3 separate regions of the Sus scrofa genome follow, and all the other regions are linked to region 2. Evidence: chromatin contacts called from public Hi-C data. All regions are on one chromosome and are shown on one strand. The core of a region is the stretch at or near the end of the contact, and the rest is flanking DNA. Distances in the headings are between cores, read along the strand shown.

Region 1 (3,903 bases), core at 1,284-3,783, 260 kb before region 2:
GTCTGGGCTCATTGTGGCTCAGTGTTAAACCTGACTAGTATCCATGAGGATGGGGGTTCGATCCCTGGCCTTGCTCAGTAGGTTAAGAATCTGGTGTTGCTGTAGCTGTGGTGTAGGTTGCAGACTCGGCTCAGATCCCATGTTGCTGTGGCTGTGGTATAGGCTGGCAGCTACAGCTCCCATTCAACCCCTAGCCTGGGAACTTCCATATGTCATGGGTGCAGCCCTAAAAAGACAAGAAAGAAAGAAATAGTTCCTTTGATATATGCACCTTAACAGTATCCTGCTTTTCTCTATCCTGAACCACCTTGAGGTGCACAGTTGGGAGTGGCTGCAGTGGCTGCTGGCTTGATGGCCACAATATCCTTTGTTTACCAATATGGCAGGTGACATTTTTTTTTTATCCACAGGGACATTAGAATCCATGGAAGTGGATGAGATCAGTGAGGGAGAGAGTAGAGAGTAAGACAAAAGAAATCCTAGATCGGAGTCTTCCTGCAGGAGAAATGAGAAGATTTTAAGGTAGAATGGGAAAGGAAGAGACTCCGAGGATAACTAAGAATGAACAGCTAGAAGGGAGAAAGCAAACTATGCAAGTATTTTTGCAGAAGCCAGGAGAAAAGAGGATTTCACATAGATGGGAGCTACTTAGAAGGAAAATAAGATGAAGGTCAAGGAGTGCCCACTGGGCATAATGATATGTAGGCTATTTTGTAAGAGCCATTGATGGGCTGGTATGGTGCCAGACCAGAGTGACTAGAGGAGTAAATGGCAAGTGTTACTGAAACTCAGCCTCTGTCCACCTGTGCTGAATAGAAACTCAGAGTTGTGGGTGAAGGAGAAAAAATAGCTTTATTGCTGTGCCAGGCAAAGAAGGGTCACAGCAGCCTGATGCCCTAAAGACGGTGCCTCCCTTGGTAGAGAACAGGAGGTGGTTTTTTACTTTGGAGAGTAGAAGGTAGGGCCACAGATAAGGATCAGGGTAGGTGCAAGCTTGCATTGTTTTTCAAAGCTGGTGTTCAGTGGTCCCAGGACTGGTTCTGGTGGTCCTTCTTTCTGGAATGAAAAATGCTTCATTAACATCTTCCATTTTTGGAGTTCCCGTCGTGGCTCAGTGGTTAACGAATCCAACTAGGAACCATGATGTTGCGGGTTTGATCCCTAGCCTCATTCAGTGGGTTAAGGATCTGGTGATGCCGTGAGCTGTGGTGTGTAGGTCACAGACTTAGCTTGGATCTGGCATTGCTGTGGCTCTGGCGTAGGCTGGCGGCTACAGCTCTGATTAGACCCCTAGCCTGGGAACCTCCATATGTCACGGGTATGGCCCTAAAAAGACAAAACGAAAAAAGCAAAAAAAAAAAAAATTTATTTTCTTTAGCTTACTTTATTGTAAATACTTATGGTATATAATAATAATCAACCACTTATGTTATTGGAAAGGCTTCTGATCAACAGTAGGCTATTAGTAATTAAGTTTTGGGGAAGTCAAAAGTTATAACCTAATTTGGTTTTTTTGGCTGTGCCCGGCCATACAGAAATTTCCAGGTCAGGGACTGAAACTGTACCACAGCTGCAGCCTGAGCCACAGCAGTGACCACAGCAGATCCTTCCCCACTGTGCCACCAGGGAAATCCTATACTCCAGTTTTTGAACTGTACAGGTGGCAGCACCTCCAAACCCCACATTGTTCAAGAGTTAACTTTATTATTATTCCCTTATATAATATAAAAAAGACTCCATTTTGTTCCAGTAAAGGGAGTCTTTTTTTTCTTTCTTTCTTTCTTTTTTTTTTTTTTATCAGCTTCTTCTCTCACTCAGCCTGATCTGAACTTAAACTCTATGTCATTTTGGGAAGTATTTACTACCTATCTATATGTTCATCAAGTTAACTTTCTCCATTCTTTTTTTTTTTTTTTTTTTTACTTTTTAGGGCCACACTCCCAGCACATATGGAGGTTCCCAGGCTAGAGGTTGAATCAGAACTACAGATGCTGGCCTATACCACAGCCACATCAATGCAAGATCTGAGTCTGTGACCTCTGCCACAGCTCATGGCAACGCCAGATCCTTAACCCACTGAACAAGGCCCAGGATCGAACCTGCAACCTCATGGTTCCTAGTTGGATTGGTTTCTGCTGCACCACAATGGGAACTCCAACTTTTTCCATTCTGAAAAAAAAAACTTTCCATCGTAACTTTCTTACTAATTTAGCAGATCTAAAAACAGTTGTTCTGAATCTATAAAAATGAGGCACACACTTAATCAAAGAAACATGTTTAAAAACAGTGTGACTTGATGAGCCTAAATTGTGCTTTCCTTAAGAGAGGGAAACAAGGATGTTTTCCTTTCATTTATGTATCACTGATGTCTACATATTCCTAGTTTTCAATGACTGCCTTCTTCCCCCATCCATTTAGAAAGGTCAGGGAGTAGGGTACAAAGCGACTGGGATGGGAAGAGGTATTCAGTGCCCTGGAGGCCAGTGTCGTGAATGCCCTGTGTTCAGAGACAGCTTTGAATAACAACTCATTGCCTTACTCCAAAGGTCGATAGTCTCCCTTGGAGAAAGACTGACTGACATGATTTGTTTCACTGAGCAAATATGTATTGTTTGCCCTCTAGAAAGGTTGTGTACTCAAATGTAATTTGGTAGGTATGACTCTGGAGCTACACACTGTAGGTTCCTAGCAACGTGAAGAAAGTTATACCACTTGATACACTCTGTGACTTTCCCAACCATAGCCAAATTGTAATTAGTATGCTTTGCTTCTCAAATCTAACCACCAACACTTTCACATCAAAAATGTTAAGGTGCAAGAGGACCAGCAGTGTCTTGGGAGCACTGGGATGCAAGTTGGATCCTTGGCCCTTCGTTGCCACAGCTCTGGCGTAGGTCGCAACTGTGGCTTGGATCTGACCCCTGGCCCAGGAACTCCATATGCTAAAAATGGCTAAAAAATAAAAAAAAAAAAGTTTATTAAAATGCACATGGCCTTACCCCTACCCTGGCAACTATAAAAAGCGAACCAAATAGACACATTTTCGGTCCCCTTGGAAATCTACACCTCCTATGTTTATGAACTTCATATTAAATTATACAAAGATGACTACGCTATTACCCAGTTTGGCTTTAAAGTTTAGAACTTTAAAGACAAAAAAAGGGGTGGGGGGAGTTCCTGCTGTGGCTCAGTGGTAATGAACCTGACTAGTATCCATAAGATGTGGGTTGGATCCTTGGCCTCTCAGTGGGTTAAGGATGCAGTGTTGCTGTGAGCTGTGGTGTAGGCCAGCAGATGCAACTCCAATTAGACCCCTGACCTGGGAACTTCCATATGCCGCAGGTGCCACCCTAAAAAGACTAAAACAAAAACAAAACCCTTCAGAAGTTTAAATGTGATTTGACATTTAACCATGAAGAAAATAGGAAATTGGTATACTATTTTCCCATAGGAAAAAAAGTTTCTTCTAAAATATTTATTTATTTAACAATATATGTATGTATGTATTTTGAAAGCAAAAAAAAAAAAAAAATCTTTTTAATCCTTCCTTTTCAAAACAAGTATTTTATCGTTGCCTTCTTTCAAAAGTAGTTTACTTTAAATTCACTAGGTGGCAGTAGCACTCTGCTTCCACAAGCGTGTATAGTATTGGTAGGAGCAGTATTCTAAGTAAAAGTGTAGTTCTGAGATTTCTGAGGTATTCTAATCTTGTTTTATATGAATAAGTATCTCTGAATAATATTTTCACATCAGTCTAGATGTGTATTCGGAGAAGATGAGTGACCAGTACATGCTTGCACCTTCTATTCTAGAGCTGGGTGTACAACGGTTTCAGTATTACATTGAAATAGAATGGGTTCCCATTGTGGCTCAGCGGGTTAAGAACCTGACTAATATCCCTGA
Region 2 (3,884 bases), core at 609-3,108:
GATCCTAATACACATATTGTTAAAATGTATCACTTTAGGGATGTCATTGTTTCCCTTCTGCATGGTAGCCACAGCTTGCTTAATCTCTTTTCCATCATCTACCTATTCTCTGGATAATGGACCATCAAGCTTGTCAGATAATGAATGGGTCACTTATCCATTTACAGCAATTGTATACTTCCCATTGGTCAAAGAGCTTTCTGGTGATTTACCACTTCGGTGATACACAGAAATAGGCATTCTATTCTTTTTTTTTTTTTTTTTTTGCCTTGGGAATGATTGTTTTAATCTTAGGAAATAAAAGAAGTGGGAGAAAAATGATCTAAAAAAAGCACCCGCAATATTCAACCCACAATCGTTAAAGAAAATTAAGATATTCAGAGTCTAGTAATAACATTTGAAAGAATTTTTTGTTGCAATTCTTTCCTCACGTAATTTAAAACCAGACTTTGAATATTACGGCCTCTTTTAATTAACAATTGTGAGCTGATTATCTGTGAACCATTATTTTCCATTTTAAACGACTGAAGCAGTTTCTGAATTTGTGGCAGGACTAAACGACTCTGCTATTTTTGAGATCTCAAGAAGAATTACAGAAGCACAACTTTAGGACCAAGCTCAGGGCTGATGCTCCAAACCTGTAGAAGTTTGGAGATGTTTACACTATTGTTTCACAGATTTTGCCCAGCCTTTGCAGAAAAACAACGAGAACACCATGATCTGGTGCCTCAACCAGCAACTTAAAGAGCGTGACAAACAGGTAAGGCAGTCACACCTGTATCTGCAATGCTACAAGCCGGACAACAGCTGTGCTGAAGGGCAGAGGTGGTGAGAGATAAGGGCTGAGATGAAGAAGGGGTAATCCATCAGCAACACTGGAGGGTCCTACTACTCCCATCACCTGAAATACAAACAGAGCACATGACCAGCCTTGACTATTGCATTGTCATGCAACCATAGTAAGGGAGTCTGAGTCAATAATAATAATGATGATGAAAAGGATAATATGAATAATTTGAAGGTTGGGCATGTTACTTTCAATCTGTTCGTGTCGCCTTCTTCTGAAGGCATGTAATGTCTAGAGTCAGATGGAACAATTACACAGGATTCAGCCAAGGTTTTGTAGAATGTTGTTTATAACTAACTATGTAAGAAATGAGAGATGAAGCAAAAATTATTCTAATCAGGAGACTGGACATACTTACTCATGGACTCAAAGGAATGCAGTCAACATTCTTTGATGGAGCAAATACTGGACAACAATGATGATGGCAAGAGCTCTATTTGCACTAGGCATTCCAGCTGCAGATTGATTGCTTAACTAGCTAAGCAGCAGATTCTATTCCATGAAATGCTCTATCATGGTTTCCACATTGTACAAAACCTTGTCAGGACCAGACTCTAGATATTACATAAATGATTAAAAAAAATTTTTTTTTCAGATAAATCCTAGACTGGCCAACTCATAGCATCATTTTGTTCTAAAAAGAAAAAAAAAATACTCTTTGTATTTTAAACTCCCCCACCCCAGACTACCTCAATGTCTAGCCAATTGTGCAGTCTCCCACCCCACTCTCCAACTGGCAGCCCTCAACTCTCAGCGCAACTTGAAGAGGTCAACTGTCAAAGTAGTGCGTGGGAAGCAGCACACCAAAATCCCACTTGTGTAGGGATGGGTCCCTGGATCTCCCCATGCACCACCTTGAAATGCACCTCACTATTTTCAGTGTCACCTGAGCCGTCTGTTTTCATGGGTAGGTATGTAGGTAGGTAGATTGACCTGTAAATCTTCAGTTCAGAGAAGTCAATAGCAGAGTTAAATTTTGCAAAGTTTCATAAGATTGCCACTTGGCTACTCACCAGATTGACACAGACATTGATCAGTGACCTAAGGTGAGGGAGGAAGGATATGATTGGCTGCCTCTGAAGTGTCAAACAAACCCCTTCAATCAAATTGCTGGCAGGCTCCCACTCAACCTGTCGCCTGGAATATAATATAGGAGCCATTAGCAGCGTGGCTCCTTTCTGGAGACTGTCTGAAATGAGCGAATGAGACAGTGATTCTGACGCCATCTAAGACAGGAACGGTGTCTGAGACAACAAAGTGCTTCAACAGGGGACGAAGTTTACCCAGGTTGTTCCAAAAGTACAGAGCACAGTGGGAAGGGAAGAGGATACTGAAAACGCAGCAGAGGCACTCCTGCCCCACATGACTAATGAGACAAAATCTATTGAAGAAAAAAACAGAGATGATGAATGGGTGGCATTTCAAGTTTCCTAGTTTTAACTTCGAGAGAGGGTGTGAGACCATTTCCGAAAACCCATCCCGGGAGTCAGTACTCCAGTAGAACTAATCTGACTATAGGCTGTGTTTCTGACGTCTTTTTATCAGACTATAGTTGACCTCATCAGCTTTTACAACAGACTATTAGATATTTATGGCTTAACTCTTGCTGAAAAGATGATATTAGAGGACAATGCTCTACTTAAAAAATTGTCTTTCTTGGCCTCCTGAAAAATGATATTTTGGGGTTACTTTTTAAGGTAGTATAAATGGTGGTATGTTCCAGGATTTTCTGGCATAGAAGACAACCTACTCTGTAATGGGCTTGATACTGAAAGAGTCCTTTCTGGGGTCCCCAAAATAAACGTGTTGGGCTTTACCGAGATTGATGTTATTAGCAAATATTATTCTGGAAATAATGTCTAAGCTTATATTGCTTACCAAATTGAAATCTCTACAAGGACAAAATGGAAATGTTCATAAATGAGGATATACTGACATCCCTGAGGCCAAGTAATGCAGAGGTCAGGTTTAGTCAACATTTCTCTGGTTGAATTGAGATTGCCTGAAGAAATTAAACTCAAGACAACTCCAATTCACAGCATGCATCCCAAGAAAATTGCCTACAAGTCTATGCATTAATCCAGAAGTCTACTTTTAGAAGCATGCTGTTCTTGATACTGGGCTTGGTTATACGACAAATGAGTCAGCCCATGGAGATGCCTTACATCTTTAGAAGCAAAGTTACTTTCATATACCCTCTTAAGGTTTATGAGACTCTGGCCATTTGCCAATGGGTGCAAATGTGAGACTGCTAAAGAAAATAGGAGTGCTTTAAGGACAGGTATTTCCATGTTATTGAAGTAAATAATCTTGAAATAATGTATAGGCATTTGTCATCATGGTATAAAAGAACATAAGATCAAACCATCAATTATTAGAATGAAATCTTTCAATTTCTTTTTTTACAAATTCAACAGCTCCTGATGCTGCATAAATGAAGAAGGTCACAGGATAAAGCCTGGAAACGTTCTGACAAATTGAACAATAATTGCTACAAATTCTTGGGCAAGAATTTCATTGATTTTGGGGTTTAGTTTAATAGGACGATATGCCCTCACTAACCCAAACATGACATTTCCAAGTCAGTGGGTTTATTAGCATTTATGAGTTGAATTATCTGCTCACTGTGGCTATAGGTCTCTAAACTGGGCTCAGCTCTCCAGGTAGACTGGTTCAGAGGCATCTGCTCATGGAAAGGCTACCAGCAGATATGTGAGGCCACTGAATGGAGATTAAGTGGTAATAACATTTATTTAGTACCACCTGCATTAGGCAAAAAGGTGAAAATTAGGTATTTATTATTAGTCCAGAGATTTCTTTAGGTGCTGCTTCGCTGATTATTGTAAAGCTTGGCATTTCTCTAAAACTGGTACTTAAAAATACTATGTTAAATACACATATTTTTTTTCTTTTTAGGACTGCACCTGTGGCATATGAAAGTTCCCAGGCTAGGGGTCACATTGGAGCTTCAGCTGCTGGCCTACACTACAGCCACAGTAACAACAAATCTGAGCCACATCTGTGACCTACATCACAG
Region 3 (3,879 bases), core at 551-3,050, 280 kb before region 2:
TGTCGTCCTTTGTGTCTACCTACATTCCCTCACTGTTTGAATCTGCCCTTTGGAACTCAGGGAAGGTCAAAGAGGTTGAATTAAGCCTATTTCCTACAAATAAGAAACAGGGGATATGACAAGGAGAACTTTATCATTCAAAGAGGTATGACAAGAATCCAAACCAATTATTCAGTATTTTCATATTTGAAAAAAAGCTTATCTATCATTAGTGGGTGTATGAAAAGCAGCACAGTAAATCATTAAGCACATAGATAATGTCTTCCTGTCTCTTTAAGTATGAGGAAATTATAATGAGACCCATCTCTGTATAAACCACTGATCACGTCCTCTAGAATTAGAGTGGTGGGTTTTCTTATGTTATTCTACTTTCCAAGGATATTGGCAATAATTCTTTTTTCTCTGTCTTTTTTTTTTGAAGTTGTTTTTATATTATAGCTGATTTACAATGTTCTGTCAATTTCTGCTGTACAGCAAAGTGGCCCAGTCATACATATATTATACATTCTTTTTCTCACATTATCCAGGATCTCATTGCTTATTCACTCCAAATGCAATAGTTTGCATCTACTAACCTTTTGATAGTAATTCTTAAAGTCTTCAAGTAAAGAAACCTTGCCTCTGTTATCTACACTTGTGCTATCCTTGTGCTCCTTGGAGATTAGAAACATAGTCACCCACACAATTTGATCTGAGGCAAAGCAAAGGCCTGCTTGCCCCAACTAGTTCCTCCAGATAGTTCTGCATCAGCACCAGGACATTCATTCATAGTGACAGCTAAATGAATTTACCTGATCTTTTCAGATCTTCATTTGAAATACCATTATTAGAGTCCTTGAATTAGGGGAAAAAATTAATTTTCTGTTAATTGATTATAAATGTCATTTTTAAAACACCATAACCTGAAAAGGATTGTGAGTACGTGGGTGGAGGAGAATAAAAACAGCTAACACAGCCCCTGCCATGGCTCCCTGTCATGGCTCAGTGGTTAACGAACCCCACTAGTATCCATGAGGACACCTGGCCTTGCTCAGCGGGTTAAGGACCCGGCATTGCCGTGAGCTGTGGTGTAGGTCACAAATGCAGCTTGGATCCAACATTGCTGTGTTGTAGGCCCGCAGCTACCGCTCCAATTCGACCCCTAGCCTGGGATCCTCCATACGCCAGGAGTGCAGCCCTAAAAAGAAAAAAAACAAAGAAACAGCTAACACGTGTTACATGAGGAGGCTTCTGCATCGACATCCCAACCTGGTCTGGGAGCTGAGATCCCCACATCAGCCACTGCAAAGAAATAAAATAGTTAAGAAAGAAAAGAAAACACTGCTTGCATAGTCTTATATGTTAAGTAAGCTAATTTCCAATGTTAAAAACAAACAAACACACAAACTTTATGTAACTATGACTTTGTGGGTCCATTTTTGAGCCTCCATGGCTTACAGAGTTTCTCAAAGCTGTTCAGGAAGCCAAAGAAAACAACTGCTTAGATAAAACAGAACACTGCAGGGAACTTAACAGTTTTACTTTTAGAATCTTTTCATTGGTAAGTTTCTGCAGAGGGGCGTGTCACAAAAAACCGTCCGCAGTCTCGCGCAGGGTAGCTGAGGATCGCTGCCCAAGGCGTTCTGGTCTAGAAGGGTACGCCGGCCTCGTTTACTTGGGCGGCTGTGCGAGGTTTTTTGGGGTGTGACTGCAAGGAGGAAGGCCCCAGGGACATCCCGCTGTCCCAGCGCCTCGCCCCGCACACAGGGAGTCACCGAGGAGACGCGCCATCGCCCAAGTTGCCTTTCGCTGTCGCAGCCATGGCCACACGACTCCTCCGTGGATCTCTGCGCTTGTGGGGCGGCCTCTGTGCTCCGCGCCTACCGACGGCCTCGAGGTTAGTGCCCGCCCTGCTCTATCTGTGCAGCAGGGAGGCTGCAGGGCCGCGCGGCGACACGCACACTCCATTCCTGGGGCTCGAAACCAGTCGCCCAGAGCTTGAACTGAGCCTTGGGGCGTAGGAGGGTAGGAGAAGCAGCTGGGCTTTGCCGGGAGGCTTCCGGAACAGTGATCATACCCCCTGCGGCGAGAGCGGAGCTCTGCCACTGCAGCCTCACCGCCTGGGGAGTCGAAAGGGTGTGGGGGCGGGGGGATTGCCAACCCTTTCTGGCCTGGGTTCAGCCTGTTTGGTTTCATGGTCTACGGAGGACACCGGGAGTCTGTATTTTGAAGAGTTTCTGAGAGGCGATGTTGGGGAGTCACCTCTTGGGCACCACGACCTTTGGTCCAGTTGGAACTGTGGCAGAAGGCACCGCCCCATAGTGAACTTGGGAGTGGGACTCCCGCAGCCTCCACCCTTTGCAGGGACGCCTGGAGAAGACACTCCTGGACAGCAGCAAAGACCTGATAACGGCTCCATCACATAAGGGAATTAACTGGAGATCTGACAGATCTTTTAATTAATTAAATGCGGAGGAAGTAATAGGGTTCCTAAGTGGGTCGGTGATATTATGGTAATATTTATAAGATCAAAAGCGTCCCCTACCGTATAACACCTAAAATCCTGTCATTAGATAAACAAATTGGAAGCACTGGGGATTCTCTAATGAGAGTGACAGGAAGGTTCGATTAGTTCATTGCAGCACTCTAAGATGCTTTGGAAACAAAATTCCTCCTGTTGTGGAGGAAGGCTGGGAAGGCATCACTGAGGAGTGAGGACGTTGGGACACACATACTTTTCTAAGCTCAGTCCCAGAACTTCATAAGACGGTGAAGGTGAGACTTTTGGGTATCAGGAATATTTTGTGCTCTTAAAATTAGAGGTCCTCAAAGATCTTTTATTTATGTGGGTTTTATCTGTGGATGATATCAGTATTATACATACCTACAACACTTGGAAATACATTTAGTTCATGTAAAGTAACTCATTATATGTTAAATAACATTTTTATGGAAAAATAACTTTTCCCCAAAAAGTAAGAAAAGTGACATTGTTTTACACTTTTGTAGATCCCTTAATGTCTGGCTTAATAGGCAACAGCCCGATTCTAAGATTTGCTTCTGCATTGTCTGTTGTGACAAGTAGTTTAAATATAGGAAGAATATTGGCAAAAGGACCTGAGGGACCCTCTGAATGGGTCAAGGAGTACAGTTTTATTTTAACAGACTTCTTAAACTTTAATGTACATATGAATCACTTAGGACTGCTACTACTAAAATAAAGTTGATCCTTGAACAGCACATATTTGAATTCTGTGGGTCCACTTATGTAAATTTTTTTCAGTAGTAAATTCTGCAGTACTACACAATTCACAGTGGGTTGAATCCAAGGATGCAGAACTGTGCTCTGGGGAACTCACAAATACGGAGGGCTATATATTATATATATATGGGGGACTGTAGGTTATACAAGGAGTTTTGATTGTGCTGAGGTTCAACAGGTCCCTAACACCTGTGTCCTTCAAGCATTAGAGGCACAGATGGATTCAATAGACCTGGAAGGAGGCCTGAGATTGTGTATATATAACCAGCTCCCACGTGTTGCCTAAAGGTGCTGGTGGAGTCAAGCTCCCTTTTATAATGTAAGTAGGCTTAAAATAATAATAATAGAGTCTAACCTGTTAGATCAGTAGCAGTTTAATGCTTTAGGAAGACAATGGCTAATTTATAAAGTCAGTACAGATTTCTTGGTTTTTATTGGGAGAAAAAGGGCCTATTTATTTAGTACAGGTTCCTTGGTCTTTGGAAAATGGATGTTCCAATAAACTTTTCACTTGTTTTGATTTTCTTCGTTATGCTGTACTCTCTCTTGAACACTTCAAAAAAAAAAAAACATGTTCCCCTGTGTTTTTAGTTCCCACCTTCGGCATGCAGAAGTTTCCAGGCCAGAAACCAAACCGG

What was found. Hi-C and Micro-C count contacts between places; a contact is called where the count stands out from the background.
Region 1: a contact with region 2 is called in a Hi-C map of liver, with 2.1 times the contacts expected there. The contact joins two enhancer-like sites. A contact is called at or near these places in 1 of 5 promoter capture datasets (liver), 23 of 47 Hi-C or Micro-C datasets (adipocytes, adipose tissue, alveolar macrophages and 16 more) and 2 of 2 datasets of contacts at active chromatin or transcription factors (alveolar macrophages and skeletal muscle).
Region 3: a Hi-C map of liver shows a contact between it and region 2, with 2.7 times the contacts expected there. The contact joins the promoter of ACADL here to the enhancer-like site in region 2. A contact is called at or near these places in 5 of 47 Hi-C or Micro-C datasets (adipose tissue, alveolar macrophages, liver and 2 more) and 1 of 2 datasets of contacts at active chromatin or transcription factors (alveolar macrophages).

The regions. Positions count from the first base shown.
Region 1 is chr15:112,948,296-112,952,198 of Sscrofa11.1, reverse strand. All of the region lies in intron 8 of ACADL (acyl-CoA dehydrogenase, long chain), which reads left to right. Among named protein-coding and RNA genes, the nearest start is that of ACADL, 19 kb to the left of the region's middle. Within about 2 kb of position 2,533, at least 5 of the 83 cell types and tissues checked have an H3K27ac peak or open chromatin away from gene starts, as enhancers often do. A contact at or near this core is called in liver, where this site is marked.
Region 2 is chr15:112,684,140-112,688,023 of Sscrofa11.1, reverse strand. UNC80 (protein unc-80 homolog) reads right to left here. Exons shown (of 63, transcript XM_021075020.1): 52 at 1,861-1,984; 53 at 776-901. Among named protein-coding and RNA genes, the nearest start is that of RPE, 37 kb to the left of the region's middle. Within about 2 kb of position 1,858, at least 3 of the 83 cell types and tissues checked have an H3K27ac peak or open chromatin away from gene starts, as enhancers often do. A contact at or near this core is called in liver, where this site is marked.
Region 3 is chr15:112,967,302-112,971,180 of Sscrofa11.1, reverse strand. It overlaps ACADL (acyl-CoA dehydrogenase, long chain), which reads left to right and starts at 1,800. Exons shown (of 11, transcript NM_213897.1): 1 at 1,800-1,876. The coding sequence starts at 1,800.